Linked DNA regions of Mus musculus: region 2 is linked to region 1. A link is a contact called in public Hi-C data. All regions are on one chromosome and are shown on one strand. Each heading gives the region's core, a stretch centred on a gene start, on an enhancer-like site or on the middle of the called end of the contact. The rest is flanking DNA. Distances are from core to core; before and after follow the strand shown.

Region 1 (4,598 bases), core at 235-2,734:
GGACAACAGTTTAACAATTGGGGAATGGTCAAATATAGAATAAACTGCTTTACATAAGGGATGAGTTTTTTTTTTCAGCTTATCTGGAGGCTACTTCAGCACTGAGCAACAAGGTAGAGACTCTTTAATGCTAATGTTCAGATTCTACTATTTCTTACTTACTTGAAAATTATGGAGATTGAAATGATGGCTGTAGATAAGCCTAGAGTAAACATCCTCCCTTAATTACAATGCCAAAGTCCTACATAAGTCATATTTGCTTAAGAAATAGCTTGCTCTTGAGCCAAATTGGGTGACAATATTTAAATGTCCAATTCTCCTTCTAGCCTTTTGTATTACCCCAACTCTAGACTGATTTCCATCTAGTATAAAAAAGCCACAAAGGAAATGTCAGAGGAGAGTCTTGGAGATTTAGTTATAGAAATGTTCAGATCTGTTTCATAAAACAAAATATTGGTATGCAGCCAGTGAGTAGGGAAAGCATACTTTTCCCTCTCCCCTTCCCTCCCCACCCCCTCCTCCCTCTTTTTCTCCCTCTCTTTCTCCCAACCCTCCCTTTTCCTCTACCTGTCTTCCTTCACTTCTCAGATCTTTAAATAACCATAGCATGGATTGGTAGAGGCGTAGAGACAGAGAGTGTTAATTTTTGATGCAATGGTAATCAGCACACAGGGCAGGAAATCTGTCGAATGAGAAGATGGTGGTGTTAAAATTTTGTGAACGTGAAATAGACACCCAAAATCATCAGAATCGCAGCCTTTAAACTGTGTCTCAATGAAAACCTCAGGAAAGGCAGATCCGGGCCTCAAGTGGGATTCAACAGAGTTATTTTAGAGCGGGCTGAGCATGCCACTAACACTTCTTGCTTGGTCTTTCACAGCAAACAGCTATTTGCTCTGCCTTTCACCAGACACTGCTTGGCAGAATCTCGACACTGCACTGTTGCTAGAAATCGAGCTTCTAGCAGCTGCCATGGAATCAAACTCCACTCACCTCCCTTCTCTCTGCCTTTGGCCAAATGTTACTTGCTTTTTCACAAAGTGACCATTATCCTCCTGCAACCTATTAGGTGCCCTTTCATTCCCACTTGATGCCGAAGTCCCCGTTGCTATCATAGAAGTGGCTATTAGGGACATGTCTGCAGCCTAGCTCACTAGAACTTTGCCAACATTCGAACATTTTTGCTCTCCATGTTCTCTCTTCAGTAATGTCCATGTCTGCAGCCCACCCCCCCCCCTCCGCCCCCGCCCCTGGGACAGAGGAGTTAGAAATCTATCAGGCCCATTTCCTGAAAGTCCTATTTCTCCTTGAAACAGAAAGGCCTTTCAAATGTGGCTTTCTGGGTTTTCCAATTTACTGGTGGGTGGATCTGGAGTGGGCATCCCATCTGCACATCTGGCAGGGCCGCCTTCCAGATTTTCCTCGTGACTCAGGATCAGTTTCTGAGTGCTGGGCGGGGCAAAGGCTCCTGAAGTTGCTGTGAGGCACCTCCCCCTGTGAGCAGAGCTTGGTACAGCCCAAATAGTTTCCAGGTTAAGAAAGCCAGAATCTTTGTTCAGCTGCACTGGCCGAACAGACTTAGTGGGGTTACCTGGCTAAGAGCAGCAGCAGCAGCAGCAGCAGCAGCAGCAGCAGCAGCAGCAGCAGCAGCAGCAGCAGCAGCAGCAGGGTTCCTGAGCTAACTCAGGTGAGTAGAGCATGCGCCCACAAATTTAGTTTACAGTTTTATTTTCAGAGCAAAGGAACTTAAGCTGTAAAGTTAAACAAACTTTGCACCTATTAATGTTAGGGTTCGTCTGGATAGAATTGTGTACACGTTTACGCTAATAGCCGTTTTGAAACATCTAAAATGAGTTGGAATCTGGGGGGCTCAACGCAGTGATTTTGATGGTTTTGCGCTAAACGGTTTCTGGGAGCGAGCTGGTCCGTTTTTCTGTGAATGTTCTGTTCGTAAACACTTGGTCAACAAGAACAAACCTGGGAGAAGAGTGTGAAGAGAGAAGCTGGCTGGCTAACTGCTTCATCTATTTTCCTTGGATGCAGAGTGATAGGCAAAGTCTTGAAATTCAGGCACAATCACGGAGCCACACTCCGTGCCTACATTCTGTAAGAGTTTGAAATTGTGTGCACAGGCCACTGGCTGCTACACAATGAAGGAGTGGCTGCCTAAGCTATCTTAACACCCTGTCTGCACAGCCTCGGGACCTTCCTGCCCGGGTGACAGGTTGATCTTGCTATTCTGTTATCAGTTCCTGGGCCTGGTTTGGTTTCCCTCTGATTCTATCTTTGGTTTAAATTCTGAATTGCAGTGAAGGCCCCATCCCCCACTCCACCCCACTCCACTTTTGTTGGGGCTTAACTGGAGACTTGACCAGAGCTGGCTTCAGCCAGGGTCAGGAAAAGGGAACTGCCACGCATTGCAATGGAAACAAGTGGGTGTGAGAATTTAGAAAAAAGTTTGGTAAAAATCACATTGGAAAATGCTGATTGTTCTGCCTGTCACAGCAAAATGCTTCATGCTTTGTATTATATTTTTATTAAACTTCAGCAAATGATTCATTTGCTCATCTCTGTTGTGGAATTAAGATCTCTCTTTATGGCCTGAATGAATAAACAAAAATTTGGGGGTGTTACTAATTAACAACTTCCTCGTGTGTTTCTGTGCATGCTCGCCCCCTCTCTTGCTCGTGTGTGTGTGTGTGTGTGTGTGTGTGTGTGTGTGTGTGTGTGTGTTCACACAGGCAAGCAGGAACGCATGCACATATACTTGTGCATATACTTATGCACTCATGTGCTTGGGTATACACAAAGGGGCGAGTATTTTGTACTTGAGCAGCATTCTTTATTCGTTGTGAGAGTTTCCAATGGTCCAGGGAACAGCTTAAAGGCTTACATGGTCAGGAATAGGTTAAAAAGCAGACTTTCTATATCCTTGCAAATTTTCCGTTCCTAAATTTAAAAGCAGAAAACAGCTCCATTGTGACCCCAAAAGTTTCTTTGGTTAGCCTTGATTTCAAATCATATCACCTTCTGACAGTTTGCAATTCAAATGTAAGACTTCTATGTACATTGTTGCAAAAAGAGAACAATATATTTTTGTTCTTTCTGTCTGCATGCTGCCCTTCTTCTCACAGTTCTTCTTTTTTGTTTCAAAATATACTTTTGGAGAAAGCATCAATAGGTCCCCATTCTAGTACCAACTCTCTTACTATGTAACCCTGGCAAAGTCTCTTCACATTACAGTGAAAAATGTGTATTAACTGATTTCTAAGAGTTCTTCCAGAAAAAAAAATTCTATAAAAATTCGCATTAGATTCTCAAAGGACTGTAAAACTAGATTTTTAGGATAAGTTTAGTCAACCAAATCAGCAAGTCAGCCAAAAATGGAAGGTGGAGTGGGGAGTAAGGAATGGCCATTTTATATAGGTCTTTTAAATGTCAGTGTGTGTCTTATTTTAAGCATGTGATCATATTTCCTCTGTTTCTACAAAGAAATGAGATTTTATTTGCTAAAATTAAACATTTCCTAATATAACTGCTAATGTTAACTTATTCTTAACAATCAAAAGTACGCTCACATACTTCATTAACTTCATTAGCTTTTCCAAATAACACCCCGAGATGGGCAGGGAAGCCATCATCTTCCTGTTGTGCCTATGGGGAAACTGAGGGTGAAAGATGTTACTGCAATAACGGTTGTGAACCTCCTGACTGAAAATGTTCTGTTTATGATTTTTGAAGTGTCTTTTACTTCTTGATGTAGTTTTTCAACACTGTCTGTGGTGTGCTCTTTCTTCTTTGAACACAGTCCTCTCTCTGGACAGAGTAAATATATCCTATGGAAAACAGAAGAGTTGATTAGGGAACTCTGAAGGCTCCTTTCTGATCCCAGAGTGTCTGGCCAACAAAACCTTGAATGTCAACAGCCACTTCAGAGTGCTCTGGCAGATATGTGACCACAGATGGAAGATAAGATTCCCCTTGTGCAGAAATGGCAAGCACTGTTCTCTCGGGAGCACATGGATGCTGAAGTCTCCCCATTAAAGCCCAAGGAATCTACCCCATCACCTCCAGTAGGAGGAATAAGATTATGTCTAAACCAGGACAGAATTAAGTCTCCTATACTAATTGTGCCCCCATTTATCTCTATTTTTGCAGAGTATGGGGGAAAAGGTAGCCAGAGACAGTGTCATCAAAGCCATACACGTGTAGCTCACCCAATGCCCCTTAAGAGTAACTGGGTGCTTCACCTACTCCTTTGAATCCAAAGTAATTTGTGATCTGTGTTCTGTTTTTTAAAATCAATTTTGATTTAGAATTCATTTGATGACTGTTGTAAGGCTGATCCACGGCTAAAGAAGGAAATGATTTTCCTCGGGTGGGTAGGGGATTGGGGGGGGTGGGTATGGGGGACCTTTGGGATAGCATTGAAAATGTAAACGAGGAAAATACCTAATTTAAAAAAAAAAAAGAATCTGCCTTCCTCCTCAGAGCTTCAAGTCCAATGGACAGCAAAAACTCTCTCCTGGCTGCAGGCCTGAGTTCCACGTGGCAGGCTCCCTCCATTTTCTCTGGCAATTTCTGACTTGCCACATATA
Region 2 (4,711 bases), core at 2,096-4,595, 59 kb before region 1:
GGTCTGGTTGTTGTTGAGACTGAGCAATTGCATTGTCTCCTTTCAGTCTGGCTAAGTAAGGTTCTTGTCCCTTCAACATGGATCTTACCACTTATTTGGGTAAGTCCTTCACGGAGAAACAGGCTGTGATTCTCTAAGGGGTTGATTTGCTGCTAAAAGCCTAAAAGCCAGACTAGCAGCCTGAAAGCCTGATCCTAGCAGCCCATTCAAGGGGCAAATGTAAACAACACTCCTTTGCTCAAAGTGGAAAGGTTTGAGTTGAGTGCCTTCCAGGCAATCACACTGGTTGCCATTTTATGAAGTCTATTTCTGTCTTGTACACATCCCTCAATTTGCATTCCTGCTGAAACTTGCCACTAGGTTTGCTTCCCTGTGTGGGAGGTAAAATGGATTTAGAGGGTAGAAAAGAAAGGTCCTTTTGTGAGGGGGGGGGGGAGAATACAGAACTTTTACTTAGTGTCACTCTTAGGTGTCCCAAGGCCTTTTCGACAGTTGTTAGAGAAACTCTTAGTATTGGCATTAGCCATAATTCCTCAAACATTTGAAATTTTCTGAAGTTTAAATGAATTTGGCTCATTAGACTGAAAAAATGTGAAGATAATCTCAAAGAAGTGGAAACAGTTCTAAAGGCGAAGGTTAAAGAACAGTAGTTGCTCTTTAATATCTTTTACCAGATGTTAGGTGACATGAAATGTCATTACATCAGGTTCAGTTCTGGTCCTCCATGGGGGTCTGCATCCTGTCCAGGGGTCCGAGGTTGCTTAGACAGGACAATGACCAAACACTTGAGGATGAACGAGCTTATCAGCATTCTACGGCCAACTAACCCTTTCTTAGCAACCAGTCCTTGGTCATTACTAATGCATTTTGCCTAGATCCTCTCTAGATGAGGACAAATTTAAGTGCGTAAGTACACAATCTTAAATGGCTCGAAAAGGAACTGCTTTGAGTCAAAACTTGGAACAGTCAAGCAGTTTGGATGATTCCATAAGCAGTGTCCAAATTTTAATTTTTGGAAGACTAAATGTAGGTTATAGACAAGAAGAGGATTTCACTGTAAAAGCAGCAAGTCAAATGAGAACAACCCAGAGAAAGGGATCCTTGGAAGATAGGGACCGTTTCTTTTCTTTCTTTATTCTTTCCTAAAGGTTACTATCATCTTCCTAACAGTGAGTTAACAGTTTCCTAATAGTGAGGGAGTGAAGCATCTTGAGCATCTAAATAAAATTTATTCAATAAATGAACAAATTGAGAATAAATTTTTGACTATGTGATTAACTCTGAAGTATGTTAGAAGTATGTTCATAATTCAATGGTGATCCTTAACTGTATAATTTATAAAATAATAGTTTTTTTTTTAAAGTACTACTAAGTAGGAAAGTCAGATGCTCCATAAGAACAAAGAGAAATAAAGCAGATGTCTTTTGCTTGTGAGTTCTCCTTGCGCATTTCGTTCCTCACTCCCTCCTCTTTCCTCCCTCCTCTAAAATAGGAGCTACTTCACATGCTTCCCTTGATGCCTGTGTGTTGTGAAGTAGCTGTAATAGCTTGTCTTAACAAATATTGATCGTTTTAAAGGTATAGCCATAGGAAATACCTCTTTGTGTTCTAATCTGAAAAACAAAACTAAAACCCACAGAGAGTCAAAGTGCATTTGCATCCTTTACCAGATAAAGAATCTAAGATGTCTCACTTAAATCACTTGTCCCTGATCACACTGCAGTGTATGATTGAACCTCCCATGCTTCACGATTCTGGAAGAGAGGTTTGTTAGGGAAACAACAGTTAGTTCTAGAACCGTCATATTAATTCTTTGGGGAATTGTTGGAAGATCCTTCATTATTCCGCTTTCTAGGCACATGAGACTGACACTCGAAACTTAGGAAAACTAGACATTGCCTCAACATCTACTCCCAGCTTTCTTAAAATGTGAAAACAGTTGCTTACCTGGGTCTAAAGTGCTGTAGTGTAGGACACCTCTCTGCTTCTATTTATGGTCAACTGACAGCTTGCTGTGCCCCCCTCCCAACACCCCCCACTCCCCCGCACTCTCACCTCTGTTCCCCGTCTGTCTGTCTGTCTGTCTGTCTTGTACAAATTCACTGACTTTTTTCTTTCCTCGAACTGACACCTTCTTCACAGAGATTCAGGGGGAACCAGCGTCAGTGTAATTATCAACCCCCAAGCCCTATTGGTCTCTTAATGGAATGAGGAAAACAGGCTTGTAGTAAAACCATGAATCTTAGAAGGATGCCTAGACTAGAAGAGGTTCCAAAACCCAGACGGAGGAGGGCTGAGTCATTAACCAGTAAAGCAGTTGGAAACTAGGAAATAAACTTTTACTGGGTTTGAGGTAAGGCCAAGGGTCAAAAAGTACATAGCAATAGACAATAGGAACATCTGTAGGGAGATGCTCTGTGAAGTGTGGTGTACTCTGTGGCATGCACAGCTTTCACAAATGGCACACCCCAACTTATTATGACCACAATGCTCAACAAAAATTCCCCAATGTCACTGCTCTAGAAGCTCTACACTTGGCCTTGTGGCTTTTAGGATTCACCATTTCGAAATCATTCTCCAAGCAGCAATCTCGGAATAATAAGAATTATCACACCTCATTCTTCCGAAGTGTTCTCTCACGTTGGCTCACCACCTCCATCACAGTTAATGGAACTGCCAGAATTTCCTTATATGCCACTCAAGTGCAAATGCTAGTGTGCTTCTGCTCCTGGGGTGTAGTTTTGACGACCATATGGTTTACATCTAAATTGAGGACAACTGTGAGCAATCTTTTGCTTCTTGGTAACTGCATTCTAAAGCATATGAATGCACTCTAAGTTCTTGTTTACCTGCCATTTCTCCATTCCCCTTTCTTTACCACTTTCATTTAACAGTATCCTTTATACTGGAAGGGGAAAAATGGATCAAATGACATATCCAAAGGCCAGGGAAGAAGAAATGGAGGAGAAACCTTGGCCAAGGCAGTTTAGTGACTATATGAGCCATGGTTGGAAAAAAAAAGCAGGGAAGGAATTGTCATAACCTGGAATATAGAAGAGGTGAGAAGAGCATCTGTAAAACAATATTAATATTGTTGAGGTGACATCCACACCGCTTCTCTGTTTCAGGGCACAACAATTCCTTCCTCCTTTGTACAATAGTACACACATGCTCCAAGACTTCCCCTCCAGGCACATTCTCCACTCTGCCCTATTCTTCACTGCTACATGACCTTGTAAGCTGAACCTAATGAGGAGGCTCCCTTTCTGATTACAGTGGTGCTTGGCCAGCTGAGCGTAGGCCAGGAGGAAAAAACTTAGTGAAATTAGGCTATCTATCCCCTGGCACCCTGCCTGAGAGGTCGCTAGCTATCTCTACTAAAGGTCACGACTCGTGACAGTGAGTCCTCTTCATACAACTGACATTCCCTCCTCCTCTCTGAGTTCTGGCAGCTGCTCCTTTTTCTTTAGTTTAAGACTGGTAATGGAGCTCACTGCTGATGTCTCTGTGATACCACAGTATCTCCTCTGTGTATTCTTTCTCCACTTCTGCAATCTGTCCTCTTTGCTAAACTCTACTTAGGGTATCCACTCTCTGTTTCATATATTTTTGCACAGAAACCTTGACTGAAAATCCTATGGAACTTCTTGATTTGTTTCTCCCTTGACATTTTAGGGCAGGGAGAACAAAATACAAAATTGCAAAGGAGAAGATAATATGTAAGGAAATGTAGCAGGTTTATGGTCATTGTATGTTCTCTGGACACACTGAGAAGCTCCTAAGAAAAATCTCAGCACATTACTGATAGCCTTCTATACCTTTTACCAATTGAACAGTCATGCTTTTTTTTTTTTGTACTATCCAAAATCAGTCATGAAAAAAAATCTTTAGAGGCTATGATTCTCCTGTCTACTCATTCCTGCAAAGTTCAGATCTTTGTTAAACTCTAGCAACCTGGGAGGCAATAGCCTGAGGCACACTCAGGTCTCTGCATTGCTGTAAATCAGTTTGCACTCCTTTGCTTCCCTTGGACTTAGTTTGCAGAGAATGAGCTTACATCCTTTTGCTTCCCTTGGAATGGAGTCTCAGGAAGCCTGGGAAGGGGGGTACAGTTAAGCCTCTGTGATTCCACAACAGCTGCCAGCTTTCTGGCTAGAGTGTATCTGCTCATTAACTGTGTCCAACCTGGAATGTTTCATACTGTCAGAGCTAGAAGAGTCCTCGGAAATCAACCAGTCCAGAGACTCTCAGAATCTCGAGATGGGCTTCAGGGACATTCTTTACAACCCTTCCCCCACCACAGTCCCAGTTATACTGAAACAGAACGATCTAGGCACATTTTTCCCCCTTTGGGAGAAGCCATAGATTTTGTCAAATTCTCCAAAGGATTTGTGACAGGAAGAAAGCATAAACCTTGACAGTTCAGCATCATTACTTTACAGGAGAGGAAGCTAGGTCCAGAGAGAATGCAGTGAGCCAGAGGCAAATATTCACTTTCAACGCAGCTTTCTTTACAAAAAAAAAAAAAAAAGGTATTTTTTACTCTATTTGATTCTACAACTTTGCCTTTACCATGCCGTGATCACAGGCAGCAACAGATAACTGTTATATGCAATAGATGATTGCAATCGGTCCTGCAAATGCGCGCTCCTTCCTTTTTAATTCACCTTACTAAACAGAACCTGAAATTGTGTGGGCCCGGGGCCAATCT

Evidence for each region. A called contact is a pair of places that touch in the nucleus more often than the background predicts.
Region 2: a Hi-C map of muscle stem cells shows a contact between it and region 1, with 2.8 times the contacts expected there. The contact joins the enhancer-like site here to the promoter of Capn6 in region 1. A contact is called at or near these places in 1 of 39 promoter capture datasets (the 3T3-L1 cell line), 6 of 484 Hi-C or Micro-C datasets (the N1E-115 cell line, muscle stem cells, myocytes and 1 more) and 2 of 9 other capture datasets (adipose tissue and liver).

What each region holds. Positions count from the first base shown.
Region 1 is chrX:143,824,298-143,828,895 of GRCm38.p6, reverse strand. It overlaps Capn6 (calpain 6), which reads left to right and starts at 1,484. Exons shown (of 13, transcript NM_007603.3): 1 at 1,484-1,687.
Region 2 is chrX:143,884,580-143,889,290 of GRCm38.p6, reverse strand. All of the region lies in intron 3 of Dcx (doublecortin), which reads left to right. Among named protein-coding and RNA genes, the nearest start is that of Dcx, 46 kb to the left of the region's middle. Within about 2 kb of position 3,345, at least 19 of the 459 cell types and tissues checked have an H3K27ac peak or open chromatin away from gene starts, as enhancers often do. A contact at or near this core is called in muscle stem cells, where this site is marked.